Regions from separate parts of the Mus musculus genome. Here regions 2 and 3 are each linked to region 1. A link is a contact called in public promoter capture Hi-C data. All regions are on one chromosome and are shown on one strand. The core of a region is the stretch at or near the end of the contact, and the rest is flanking DNA. Distances in the headings are between cores, read along the strand shown.

The links. Promoter capture Hi-C pulls out the DNA fragments that hold promoters and counts their contacts.
Region 2: a promoter capture Hi-C map of the 3T3-L1 cell line shows a contact between it and region 1, with 9 times the contacts expected there. The contact joins two enhancer-like sites. A contact is called at or near these places in 4 of 39 promoter capture datasets (the 3T3-L1 cell line, cranial neural crest and maxillary cranial neural crest) and 1 of 484 Hi-C or Micro-C datasets (brain).
Region 3: a contact with region 1 is called in a promoter capture Hi-C map of hippocampal neurons, with 3 times the contacts expected there. The contact joins two enhancer-like sites. A contact is called at or near these places in 9 of 39 promoter capture datasets (the 3T3-L1 cell line, 3T3-L1-derived adipocytes, cranial neural crest and 6 more), 1 of 484 Hi-C or Micro-C datasets (dorsal root ganglion neurons) and 7 of 115 datasets of contacts at active chromatin or transcription factors (craniofacial prominence, embryonic basal ganglia, embryonic forebrain and 4 more).

The regions. Positions count from the first base shown.
Region 1 is chr9:41,354,366-41,358,873 of GRCm38.p6, forward strand. No RefSeq gene overlaps it. Among named protein-coding and RNA genes, the nearest start is that of Gm25401, 17 kb to the left of the region's middle. Within about 2 kb of position 1,451, at least 3 of the 459 cell types and tissues checked have an H3K27ac peak or open chromatin away from gene starts, as enhancers often do.
Region 2 is chr9:41,460,692-41,465,408 of GRCm38.p6, forward strand. The region is part of intron 3 of Mir100hg (Mir100 Mirlet7a-2 Mir125b-1 cluster host gene); the gene reads left to right. Among named protein-coding and RNA genes, the nearest start is that of Mir100, 68 kb to the right of the region's middle. Within about 2 kb of position 1,325, at least 92 of the 459 cell types and tissues checked have an H3K27ac peak or open chromatin away from gene starts, as enhancers often do.
Region 3 is chr9:41,237,361-41,242,296 of GRCm38.p6, forward strand. No RefSeq gene overlaps it. Among named protein-coding and RNA genes, the nearest start is that of 1700063D05Rik, 34 kb to the left of the region's middle. Within about 2 kb of position 1,486, at least 27 of the 459 cell types and tissues checked have an H3K27ac peak or open chromatin away from gene starts, as enhancers often do.

The DNA of each region.
Region 1 (4,508 bases), core at 201-2,700:
GTGTGCTGTGTTATCCGCTGGGCTGAATCTCAGACCAAGTGAGAGGAGAAAGGGAGCCTTGCACCAGAACACATAGCTGTTTGCAGAGCAGGGGCAAGGTGGGACCAGCTGCCTCTTGCTCCTCCACACCTTCCTGCAAGACCGACTTGAATTATAAGCCACAATAAACACTTTCTCCTTCAAGTCGCTTCTTGTCATATCTTCTGCTCACAACAATAACAAAAGTAACTAACAGAAAACTTTCACAAATACTACGGTTAAAAGAGAATTTCAACTTGAATTATTCATAGAGAAGCTAACCCACTAACAAGTTTCTCTACTAGAAACAATGAGCCGGATACATTATAGCAGAGACAGACAAGTAGAAACCAGGCAAGTTGGGGCCCACTCCATCTGCCAAGATGGTCAGAGAGGATCAGGAAAGAGGCTCTTCACTGTCCAAATCCATCTCCTGGCTTGCTAGCCTGCTTATACTCTGAACAGCCTTGAGTTGAATGTCAACATTCATTGGTTAATATGTCTCAGATTACAGCCTGGAAAAAGTATGTGTGGCTCAAAAAAGTCTTTTTTCTTTGTTTGCTTGTTTATTAGATTTATTTGGGTGTGTGTGTGTGTGGTCATCCCCCTTACCTGCCCTGCCACATACCCAGTCATCAGGGGTCTTCTCATCTTCTCAATTACTCTCTATCATATCTTGTGACATGGGATCTCTCACTGAGACTGGAGCTCATCGTTTTGGCTAGGCTGGCTGGCTAGTGAGCTCCAGGGCCTCTACCTCCCTAGCACTTGAACTACAGAAGCATACCTCCATGGCCACCTTTTTTTTTTTTTTTTTTTTTTTTTTTTTTTGTGAATTCCAGGAATCTAAACTCAATTCCTCATACTTGTATGGGAAGTGTTTTGCCATCGAACTATCTCCTTAGCACTTATTTTAGTGATTTATACAAAATGTTATGAGACTCCTAAAACAGAAAGTCTCGAAAAGGGTCCTTTGATAACACAGGAGTAAAGTGTCCTTTTGATAGAGAAACATGGTGGCTCAGGGGGACAAGTGGTTTTCCTGAGCTCTTCCAGTTGTTAAGGGGTCCAAGCAATGCCGGAACCCACTCTGTCCAGTTCTCCGTTCTTCTCGGGGTTATATGCGAAATTAAAGAGTAACTTGCCATTTAGAAGTTTCATGTAATTTCTCTGTGACTGTTCGAAGATTGTAACATGACATTTATTTGTATGGAAGCCACTGTTCCTAAAGTGCTAAAATCATTTCTCCCCCTTCCTGGCAGTACAAAAGTAAGTTACACCGTCTGGTTTGGATTATCTTCCATTCTGAATCAGTGTGACTCAAATGAATGAGATTTCACTTTGAAGAATTTAATATCACCGAGAAGATGCTCTGGTTTGTATTATCTTAAATCCAGGAGATCATTCCCACCATGCGGTGGCAGTCTGTTTCCCACAGGCCTCGTGTAATCCTCCTTTGCCCCTTCATCACTGACATGGCCCATGCCTGTCTAAAGAGCAGTCACATAAGTCAAGTGGCTGAAGCCTGGAATCACAGTGCCCTGATGTGGAGGCAGGGGGATTACGAGTGGCATGGGCTGCACAAAACCCTTGGCCCCTACAAGCATCCCTTTGGTGTTTTCTTAGAGAGTTTAAGGTTGACCTGTAGCAGACGTCCTTCCTGTTTTAAAGATTTCCTGGTTGGCAATTATTTTGACGGTTCTGATTGAGATCAAGAAAAGATAGGAAGGAGGATGTGGAGGAGGAGGACAGGAGGAGAAGAAGAAAGTAAAGGAGAAGGCAGATTTTTTTTTTCATGGTAGTCCTTAAGCAAAGACAGACAGACAGGAAGGGGACAGAACAAATATCCTGCAAAGGCACCCCTCCATCAGCCTCATTCCTCCAATCAGGCGCCATTTCCAAATGGTCCATTCAATATTCATTTGCCAATGAATTTATCTACTAATGGACTTAGTGTCTTCATCATCTAACCTCATCTTGATGGTGCCCTATCTGGGGACTCAGCCATTCAAGCACATAGTAACACCCTTTCTGTTAGTTCGCTTTGGAGACAATGTTAAAGAAACTATAGAAACATTTGCATGCTTCCCTGGTTATAACTGGATGCTGTTCCTCAAGGCACCTGAAGCACCCCTAGACGGTCAGGGAGCACCTGTGTCCAAATCACTAGAAGTCAACCATCAGTCCCCACTCTGCGCTTACTGAGGATGATGGTAGAGGTGGTTCAGTCATTGATCTAAATTCTCATTGGCCCGGCTCCCAGTGGTTCCAAGAGAAAACGATTGAAAGGTAAATAGAGAATTTGTTCATGTAGACAAACTGTGAGGCATCTCCAACATGCATTAAACCTGAGGTTCTCAGAAGCCAACAGTGAAGCTGTTCAAGGTAAACATGCTCATGGGTAAGTATTTGAATCTTATTCCACACAGTGAAATAAGACACACACACACACACACACACACACACACACACACACACACACACACACACACACGGGAAATGGGGGATTAAAAAAAATCATTTCTGGATTGAAGAGGGATACTTGAGAGCACTTGGGATTTCCCATGGCTGATCCTGCCCAGGGACTAGGGCAGAGACCCAACATGCTATACCTTTTCAGACTCTCTGTAGGCCTACAGGATTTATTATGGGCATTTTCAATAAATTTCCCAGTGTTGGTGGCATAGGAGCATCTGCCCCACAGGGGACAGAGCAGAGGACCTCATAGTAAGCTTATCTCAGGCCCATCACCACTCTTAGTGACCTGTGTGGCATACTACTAGACAGGAATAAAGGCATGAGTAGATAGCTAAATACATGGGCCGGCCTTTTCTGGATATAGGTCCCCCTTTTCCTTTTTTTTTTTTTTTGTTTTGTTTGTTTTCTTTTGTTTTCAAAGACACCATGGCCTTTCAGGTTCCCTTTCAGCAGTTGTAAAAATGTCTGCACAGCTTTACCTCATAGTATGAACATCAAATGTGAAGACAAAAGAATTATTTTGAACATGCAATGTACTTGGTAAGACGTTCGTCATATAAGAATTTTTGTCTTAACGAGGAGGCCTTCCAGGAAAACCATGAGGCAAGTCAGGAGGAAAGATGGGAAGAAGAGGCGGGGGGGAAGGGGGCAAATGAAAATAAGGTAGGTAAGGGAGATAAAGGGCAGGGGTGGAAAAAACAAATACGGATTGTGATGCCCATATTCGGGCTGCAGATCTTGAGCCAAGATAGGTGTGCAGCAGAGAAATGCCGATCAGGAGGGACACACTGGCTCACAGGCCTGAGCCAGGCTTAGCTGGACTCAGGATTCAGTGTCTGTATCTGACCTTTAACGGGTTTGCTCAGCAGCTAGGGGAAGCTTTCTATTACAGAAACCCAGGCTGCACTTGCTTTCATCTCGCTGCCCCTGTTTCCTTGATAGTTTTAGACACGGAGCGGAATGCTGTTGATAGGACCCTGCTGGCATGAGGGTACCAAATGCCGCACTCAAGGCTAAGCCCAGGTATACACGTTATCCACCACCCAGTGTTCACGCACAGATTTGTCAGTAAGACTGCGAAGGGATGCTGTGAGAACCAAGAGCTCAGTTGCAGCATTGGAGTGTGTGGTGTGTGGGGAGCAGAACCAGGGACTGTGGAGTGGCGTGACAATTCTCGAAGGTTTATCATGTGCCTAGGGACACAGAGAAGGACTCAAGGGTGTGGAGGAAGAGTTCATGGCCCTAGTGCAGAGCTGTTTCCTGGAGTATGGACAGGAGGGAAGGAGCACACAGAAGGAGGAAGGGTGAAAAGGAGCTGTCTGAGCTCCCAGTCACTCACCAAGCCCCACCATCCTTTGTAGCTGTCAGAGGAAAGAACAGTCCCTGAGGTTCCTGGTAGGCCAGAGCATTTTTATTAAATAAATACCAGCTTGTTTAGTGTAGCGAGTATTGAATTATAATAATTATAATAGCCAATCAACTTACTGGTTACTGTGCACTAAAATGTTTGCACATTACTTCTTCCTAACACAGCCTTAAAAATAGGTGTTTTCTACTCATTTTTATAAACAAAGAAACTGGTTTATAAAGCATTTCAGATACTTGGGAATGTCCAACACCCTGCTCTTAACCACTGCGCTTTGACAGCAGTAATACTACAAAGTAATATTTATAGCTGGTCCTGTGTCTGGCGGTACTCCAAGCATTTTGCATATATTAATTCAGTCAATTTTTTACAAGCCAATGAGGTGGATGCTCTACTATTATAATCCCTACTATGCAAAGGAAGAAACTGAGTTATGGCAATTGTGTACATGTGACTGAGATAAAGGTAAGCGTGGGGTTGGAGAGATGACTCATCAGTTAAGAGCACTGCCTGCATTTCCAGAGGTCCTGAGTTCAATTCCTACCAGCCACATGGTGGCCCACAACCATCTATACCAGGACCTGGTGCTCTCTTCTGGCACGCAGGTGTACATGCAGCTAGATTAATCATATAGATAAAATAAGTA
Region 2 (4,717 bases), core at 75-2,574, 110 kb after region 1:
TCTGTCATTGAAACACCTATGGTGTGGGCATCCACCACGGCAGCAGGTAGGTCATATGATAGATCCAGAACACATCTACTAGTGAAGCAAAACGTCCAGAAGCTTTGGGGAGCCTTGAATGTTGAACAAATGCATTGAATGTTCCACCAACTTTCTCTAAGCCAGGGAGCTCTTTGCTCTCCACGCTTACATAAACTTTGAACACTGGTTTATATAACACTGGTGCTTAGAGAGCTCCTTGCCTGTGTAAGAAATCCCAACACAAAAGGAAACCAAGTGGAAAAACAAGGAAAATTCCTCTCGTTTACTCACGGTTTCCCCCCAAGCCAACCTACACAGCTGAAGAACATCTTTGCCCCCTACTGCTTTGAGGCTCACGGGGTATTGTGTATTTGAGAAGAAGGGCTCTTTTGTACCCTGTACGTCAGGTACACCCCCACCGCCAGCACTTAGAATCTTCTACTGCATAAGGTTCTTAAATTTGTGATACTATAAAAATGAACAAGAACAGCCAGGGCTATACAGAGAAACCCTGTCTTGAAAAACAAACAAACAAGCAACCCCCCCAAAACAAAAAAAAACAAAAAAGAATGAACAAGAAGGACTAATTTCTCTTCCCTGTGGAACACAGAATATGAGGAATTCTGGGTATTTATGTGGGAAGGGAGCCTTTACACTGCCTTTTCCCACAAAGGATGTATTTGGAGACAAGCTTAGAAGGAGAGAGACATTAAAGTTGCTTCTTTTAGTCTCATTAAAGATGCACCTGTGTTTTCTTTCTTGCTGTGGCTATTCAAAACTGTTGCGTTCTAGACTGCCGCCAGTCACGTTAGGTGGGTGTTTTCCTTGTTATTGTTTTGGTTTTGTTTTTTAGATGTGGATGGAACTTCAGAAACTGAACTTTGGTCATGCCCTGTCTCAGAGTTCAGAGTGGTTTGCACCTTTCAGCTCCGGCTTCTGAAATCAATGTACAATGTTGAATCTTGGATTTTCGTGGCACATTTCCTGAAAGGTTTATCTCTAGGCCCATCTTGTTTTTTTCTTTCCCTGAGAAAGACCCACATGTAACTTTGTACCCCACCGAGGAAATGTGTGGAACGTTAAGAGGCGAGCATGGTCTCCGTGGCCTCCCTTGACAATGGTGCTTACTTGCAAAGGCCGGAAGAACACAATGGTTCCTGCTTCCTCTTGGGTCCTGCCGGGTTTGGTTTTTGCTCTCCTGCGCCACCTGCTGTCAGGAGCACCACAGGCCTGCTTCCCGGCTTGCAGCCCTAGCAAGCCCGGCAGGAGCCAGAGCCAAACCCTTGGTCCCAGCAGATGTTGCTTAGGCTGCCAGGTTTCTGTCCAGACCTTATCTTTGTTGCCTCGTCTGGCTCCTAGCTCAGAATTCCAGTGTCCCCAAATGACTTGCCTTGCAGTCACGCAGACCCTGAGCTCACTGGCCAGAAGGAAGGAGTCTGCCAGTTTGAGGGCTGCTGAAGGGCAATTCTTGCTAGCTTTCTGAATGTGTGGTCAGTGGAAACTTGCTTTAGCAGTGAAAACGCACAAACATTTCTTTTGAAAGGGCAACGGGCATATGACATTTGTCCTTTAATGGACTTTCATCACATCCTCAATTTGTACCAATTGACAGCCCCCACCCCCCACCCCTACCCCCGTCCCAGTTTTCTCAAGTTTGATTTTTGGTTCATTGTGTTGTTTAAACTCTTGGGACTTTCCTGCATCCTCACCAATGAGTTAGTGATTTTAAACAAAGGACCACAGAGAGAAAAGGTTTGCTTTTCTTGCCTTCCGATGGTTCCCTGTTCTAGTCTGATCAGCTCTTGACAATAGGTTCTTACACATTTGTCCCTTAAACATATACTTACACATGTAATATAAGCATGGCATATTGGAGGCTCACCTCAAAACGTCACTGTAATGCCAAGACTCTAGCTGATCAAAATCCTCTAGGTATCATTTTCGAGGTAGGTCTCACTCTGTAGCATAGGCTAACCTCCAACTTATGGTTCTCCCACCTTAGCCTGTAGAGTGTTGGGATTACAGGTGTACCTCTGTGTCTGTCTCAAACTTCATCTAAAAAATTCTTTGCTATTTGTCTATCAAAAGGGAAAGGTGGCCCCGAGATCTCAAATGCTCATTTCCAATTTAATTCCTTAAATAAAGCTGACTTTGTAGAATGGCTGACTTCTGCAGTTACTCTGATAAGCGTGAGGCACATGACCAGCAATTGTTTTTTGAAATTAGAAGGGAAAAAATAAAACTCAGAAATATATGCATAAAAGAGACTTGAGATAAACGCAAGTCAGAACTTCCTGAGAGCAAAGGTTACATGATACTCTTGGGAAAGAGAAGAAGTGAGTGGCTGTGCCAGCAAGAGCCCTCGAGCGAGGGGGCACATTCATTTTGCTCAGTAAGCACTTACTAAATTCCTGCTCTGTGTTAGCACTGGGAGGTGCTGGTGTTAAGTACAGCAACTGACCACTGGGAACATAGAGGACAAGCAGACAATTTCCATATACTTTTTTTAAATGGCTGGGAGAGAGCATGATGTCCAGATAAATACACACATCCAGAGGACTGCAGTGATTGGTTGACCTACAACTGCCTTGATTTGAGAAGTCCTTTCAGCTCTTTTCTAGAATGGGATGCTGACTTATAGATCATGTCATCCAACCTTGATGACTTCAAGAGTCTCTGTTTTCTGCTTCTTGGTTTGCTTGTGTCCTTCACACAACAGCCTTCTGTGTATTAGGAGAGAGAGAGCAAAGCAGGTAATCCTGTTTGTCTGCATCCAAGGAATGTGGTCCTTGAAGCATCTTTGAAGCTGGACACCTAGACCAGGAACTCTCCTTGCAAGTCAACATGACATGGAGAGGAAGGAGGGACCCACAACCAGGCTGCTGCTCAGATGAAGCACATGGTAGCTACTCTGAGTTCCAACAGGTCATTTGGCAGGTAGGAAATTAGAGGCTAAAGGACAGGGAGCCACCTGTAAATCTTGGGGAATAACTCACTTCCATGTTCTAGCCTGTATCTGCTCAGACTAGGAACCTCTGAGGGGTATATCCTCCCTCCCCAAAGAGGCACCTTTAAGACTGGGCAGGATGGTGGTGGTGATGGATCAGCCAGTAAAATGCTTTCCTTGCCAGCTTAAGGGTCTGAGTTCGATTCCCAGGATCCACGTAAAAATGTTGGGTGTGGTGGTAGAGGCTCACAACCTCAACTCGAGGGAGGCAGAAGCAGGACGATCTCCAAAGTTCACTGGCCAGCTTAGCCTAAGGAGAAATCCTGTCTTAAAGGGAGTGGCTTAAATTCCCAAGGATGACTTTGGTCTATGTACACAGCACATCTGCATCCTCATGTGCACATGCACCAATACATATACATATGAAAACACACACACACACACACACACACACACACACACACACACACACACACACACACACACACACACACACAATTTTAAAGAGGCACTTGGCAATAGCAAGCCAGTTAGTAATGGCCTGTTTCGATTGAATACCCTGCCAAATGGATTGGCATTAGAGAGGTGGTGCTTCCAGCCTCCTCGGGGGACGTTATTCAATCTATTCTATGGCAGCTGGTGTCCTTGTTGCCCTGGACCGTGGTCAGAAAAAGAAATAGAGGGAGAAACAAAGATTGTGGAGTGGCTGCAGACCCAAGCCCTCCAGGCCCACTTGCCCAGGGCGGGGCCCAGAGGGTTAGTGCCAGGCTCTGTGTGGCTTCTCCACCCCTTCCCAGGCCCCTCAGAGCATCTGCTGGCTTTCAGAGTTGCAGTCACCCTGAATGGGTCTTTGTGTGTGCCCCAGGAGCTGGCTCAGAGGAGCCCTGTTGAAATGCTTTAGCGATGTCTCCTCAGGACCAGGCGTAACCCGGCATGGTGCCCATCTTGTGAGGGCAGGCCTTTCTGGTGCTGTTCCTTGCTTTCACTCTGAGAGCAAGCCTGACCTGGAGACATATTCTGTACTCCTGAAAATGGATATCATAGGCAGGCTGTGGGGGTGACTGATATTTCTCTCTCTCTCTCTCTCTCTCTCTCTCTCTCTCTCTCTCTCTCTCTCTCTGTCTCTCTCTCTCTCTCCTCCCTCCCTCTCTTCCTTCTTCCCTCCCTCTATCTGTCCTTCTCTCCTTCTCCCCCTTCCCCTCTGTCTCTGCCTCCTTTCCTCTCTCCCTTCCTCCCTCTCTCCCTACCCTGTCTCACTCTGTCTATCTATGTCTGTCTACCCTTCTCCCTCCCTCTCTGTCTGTCTGTCTGTGTCTCTGTGTCTGTCTCTCTGTTCTCCTCTCCTCTCCTCTCCTCTCCTCTCCTCTCCTCTCCTCTCCTCTCCTCTCCTCTCCTCTCCTCTCCTCTCCTCCTCTCCTCTCCTCTCCTCTCCTCTCCTCTCTCTGCTTTCTGCCATCCATACATGGCCATGGTAATATTCACAAGAGGGGCAGAGCCATCTTTGGCTGTTTCAGTGCTGTCCAGGTCCTGTGTTGATAGTTCAGTACTATTCCTTTCACCTTTCTCAGTCATTCTCTGAGATGCACCAATTTTACAGCTTCCACTCTATGGGTGGAGAAGCCAAAGTTTAGACGTGGGTAATCAGAGTACCAGGGAATTCTGAGCGGAAACTTAAAGACAGAATTGGTTGGATATGTGAGTCTCCCGCTTTTTACAGGGTTTGAGGCATCTCTTGCCAGACACACTCTG
Region 3 (4,936 bases), core at 236-2,735, 120 kb before region 1:
AATGGCTGTAAGTGCAGAAGTAGGCTTCTCTCCATCACAGTTCCTTCCGAGTACCCGCTCCTTTCACCAACACTTTCCCACTCCAAGTTATCCTACAAAGCAGCACAAATCCAATTTTCCCCCTGAGTTCCTTTCATTCGGGTGCTCAGAAAAGCATGTGAGCTCCCAATTAGTTATGGAATAAAACCCACAGTCCTGTGTCTGCTACCGAGAGCTGCACATGAGGGCCTCACCATCTCTATCAAGTTTCCCCCCGAAAATTCCTTATGTACAAAATCTCTGTTGTGACTTCTGTTGTTGCTCTAAAATGGCGGTAACGGACAGAACACCCGGTTGCATGCTTTTGTTTATTCTGGTTTGAGGCACAGACTCTCTTTTTCTCTCCTTTTTTTTTTCAGTATATGAAATTTTTTTTGCAGTCAGCTCGAATCTATATATTTATGTATCTACCTATACTTGTTATTGCTGTGAGAAAACACTTGATGGGATGATGTAAGGAAGAAAGGGGTTGACTTGAGCTTAATTGAGGAGTCAGTCCATCAAGGTTTGGGGAGGCGTGGTTGCTTTTTCTGGGGAGGTAGGAGCAGGTAGTCAAGAAGTAGAGAGAAATGAATCTGGAGGGCTCTGCTTGCTTTCTCCCTTTTATGCCTTCCAAGATCGCTGTTCATGGACAGTGCCTCCTATATTCAGGGTAGACCTTCCCTCCTCTTTTTGAAAACATACTTTACCTATCACACCATCCCTGTCCCCAGAGCCTATCATGGTAAGTTCTTAACCACCCCAACACTAAGTCATGGCTGTGTTTTGGCTAATTATATATCCACTTGGCCCTCACCTAAGATGCCCTACAAGAATTCAGATGCATTTCTTGTTCCCCTATCTAAGTTAAAAGCCCTTGAGAGAAAGAACAGCATTTTAGTGATATGTGAATCCTCATTGCTTACCAGTCTATATTTCCACATTATTTTGAACAAACCACTAGGAGAGGATTCATCATATGATTTAGTAGGTATTTATATTTTGATCTTCCCAGGTAAGCTATGAGATTTTGATTAAAATGCATCATTTCTGCTTCTCTCTGGGCCAGCCTCAGTGCCTGGGGTAGGGAGATACTCCTTAAGAGCTTGCTGAAGGAGTATAGTGCTGAGTTTGCCAGAAAGAGCTGAATGTGAATGAAGTCAGTAAGTTCAACGGCACTGTGATCCTCTGAGACAGGGAAGGGGGTTGCCTCAGAAGTGACTCCTTTCTTTGTTGGCTTGTTCCCTCTTCAGAATGAAACTTGAGCAAATGAAACAGGACTCAAGCTTGGAATCCACAAATGACACTGGGCTTGAAGTGATGCTGAGGTTGGAAGCGATTTAGTTCACTTGCATTTTATTTGGAGGATAATGTTTTCCTTCTGGGAAGAGAAACGTTAGAGGGAAGAAAAGATCTCCTCCTGACTGTAATACACAAGTAATAGGAATTTAGCCAGAAATATGATCTTATGAAAACTCTCCGAGCACAGCTTCCTTCTCATACCCCTGTCTCTCTGCCTTTGGATTGACATTACCATGTTTGCCTTTCTCTGGTTTCCAGAGATCAGGCTGGAGAAAGGCGCCAGGGTAACAAGCCAAATAGGCCTATTATGGGATGTCATGCTCACTGGGCATGAGTGCTGTCTCCTAGGACATTTATAACACTTATTACTCTGCCCAACTTTAATAACACATGGACAAGCCTGGGGCAATCTGTAAAGAATCTGAAAGTTTATTTATTTATTTTTTTTGTTATAACTGTCTGTACTATAAAATTAGTGAGTCTTGGGACTGGACTAGGTTGGAAAGATGATCTCATCCGAGGGGCCTCAGCTTTCCTGGAGAAGAGCTGTTTTCAATATCCCTAGCCTTCTAACTGGGCACGGCACTGGAGCTACATTTATAAGCATCGGTTGGCAGATGGTAACTGTTAAGCTGTAAGACAGAACATGGGCAAAATGCAACTGTCACTCCCCTTTACACCATGGAGATGAGGCAGGGCAGGAGTCATCAGTATCCTAAGCACTTTTGCTGAGAATCGTGGAGACAAGAATGTAGTGGGAGACCGTGTTATCAATTACTAAGGAAAAAACAAACCCATGCGTATCAATGGCTTTCAAAACTTAATATTCATCAAAGCACCCGGATAACAAGATAAAACTTGTATCCAGGGTGGAACTTGACACTCTGCATCTCCGAGTTCCTTGTGGCCTCTGACACACGAGCTACACCTCGGGTAGCCAAATTTTAGGGTGCCATATTTACTGTAGCTGGAAATAATGCCATAGTTAACCATCCCCAACACAGAGAAGCAGACTCTTAGCCAATAATGCTGGGCGATTCACTTATCTTATAGACCCTCTGAACTGAAGCAGGTCTTAAGCTTTCAAACCTTCCTTTTTGCATGCGTATCCACTCGTGTGCTTGTTGGGGTCCAGGAGTCACTCCACAAACCACAGGAACACTCATCTCAGCCAGACAGGGGTGGTTTGCTGAACACACACCTTAAGACTTCAGAATTCAGGGGACTGAGGTTTGTGACCCCAAACATTTCTCAGGGCTGGCTTCTAAAGGAAAAAACCACAATGACCACATGTGTAAGTAGGTGTAGGAAGTGCTGCCTGGTGGTTGGCTCTGACTCAAGTTACGTTGGCTAACTGGACAGAACCGTTCTAACTGACCTCTATTCTAATTGGTCCTAAGTGGATCTTACAGTTGTTGGACTTCTTAAGATTAACAAACCTCAGAAGACAAAGACACAACAGGGTATAGGGTCAGCATGACCCTGCTCTGCTCTGAGTCAAGTTATTATTCTGTGTCGACGACTGGCAGGCATATTATGGCAACAGTATGAAATAACTGGTGGGCATGGAACAAAAGGGCTACAGCTATGCTAGCGGGGCAGGCTTCAACAGTGCTCATGGGCCATGGCTTGTGTGTGGAGGTTAGAGGACAATTTGTAGGAACCTAGGTTTTCATTTACCCTATGAGCCCTAGAGATCAAACTCAGGTCATCAGACTTGGCAGCAAGTGTTTTTTACCTTCTGAGCCATCTCACAGCCCAGAAAACTCTATTTTAAAAATTATATGTACACTCTCAATACAGGAAACAAATAAGACCCTCTATTGAATCTAGAACAGATTGCATGGAGCCAAATTCTTTTCTTCCTGTTCCCCTCCAAGGTTCTGAAGTTATTTTCTTCGAATGTTAGGACCCTGGGTAATGCTATTGGGAAGGCAGTAACTTATTTAGAGCATTAGGAAATAAGAAAAAGAGACCTTACACCCTGAAGAGTAGAATAAGAAAATGGTGAATTTGAGGATGTTCTGGGCTGAATAACTAGAGCCTATTTTCAGAGATAAAATGAGATAATTAGGATGGAAATAGAGCTGAAATCTAGACATTCTGATGGATAGTCTACTGTTTCTTCGAGAACATAATTTATTCAAGGCATTGTGATTTACTCACAGTCTTGGTTTAGGAGCTGATTGGCATTGATGTGAGCATCCTCTGGTCACCTGGGTTTTGACCAGTCTCTGTCACAATAAATATCTACCATTTGCCACACCCCTTGTACCTCGCATTAACAACACGGACTTGAGGAGGATTACCTCATCTTTTGGGGCCTCAGATTTCTGACATGCACAAGGAAGAGATTTATAACATTTTGCAAATGTGCCACCAGAAGACTGTCCAGCGCATGATGGGAGCTCAGTGAACACTCACAGAGCATTGAATAAACAAAGGCAGAGACGATCCCTTTCTTACCCACTCTTGTCATCCCCACAGACACCTCGCCCGGAGCCTACCGTGAACAAGTACTCATTAGGTATTTGTAAGATAAGCAAACGTTGATGGTGACATTAGAGGCAGGTGTTAGCAACATGGGAGGAATCATTAAGATCATCCTTATCACCCAGTGCATTCCGAGGTTCTAAATTATCTCTTGGTTTCTGCTGAGAGCTGCCAAAAAAAGAGTCCCTTATTTTTTCTGTGTCTGGCAACTTGTTTACAACTTACGACAAACACCAACAAAACACATACAGGGCTTAGTGAAGAACAGCACACAACCATAATCTTTTGAAAGATACTCAGAATGGCAGGATTTTGCATAATGTGCAGACACGGGAAACGCATTTTAGATGGAAGATCAAAGGCAGGAGTGGAAAGCGAAGATGCTAGTCACGTTAGTTTTATTTTTCAAATGAGGCAAGGCAAAGGGATTTTGTTAGCTTTCCTTCAAGAAACTCGGAAAGGCATCGTGAAAGAAGAGGACATCTCAGGATTTTGCTGTTTTCGGGGTTTTTGGGCAACATATCATTGTGAGTGCTGGTCGAACTACAGCAGCCAGCCTCACTTCCGGTCAATGGCCAAGGCTAGAAGGCAATCATACTTCATATGGAGAAATGCATACCGGATGGGCAAAAACTCTGTCTCCTTGTTGTTGTTTGTCTTGGTGGACAGCTACAGCGTTAGGGCAGAAGTCACAGATGTGACAGTTTGGACTACACTATGAAGTTAGGACACTTCAACAAGCATTTGAGTTTGGAGCAACAGCACCAGGATGGCTTTATCTTCATCACTTATTTGCAAAGCCCTGCTGAACACATTCACTGGTTAGGTTGGTGAAAAGAGACTTTCTGAGACATGATGCCATTATTGCAAAGGGGAAACATATGCGGAGTCCTGCAATACAAAACAATATCTAGATGCGGATAGCTGGAGCTGTCAGTCACGTGACAGGATACGTAGCCTTAGCCAGGCAGTACCCAGGAGTCCTTGGGGCATGGCATTGGGGGAAGGAAGCAAAAGTCTCCAATGCTTTTCAAATACATAAACTCTGTTACGTTTATAAGAACCTGGAAAAGAGGCTTTTCTGTTTTACCTGTAATAATCTTTCACCTCGTAAAACACGTCA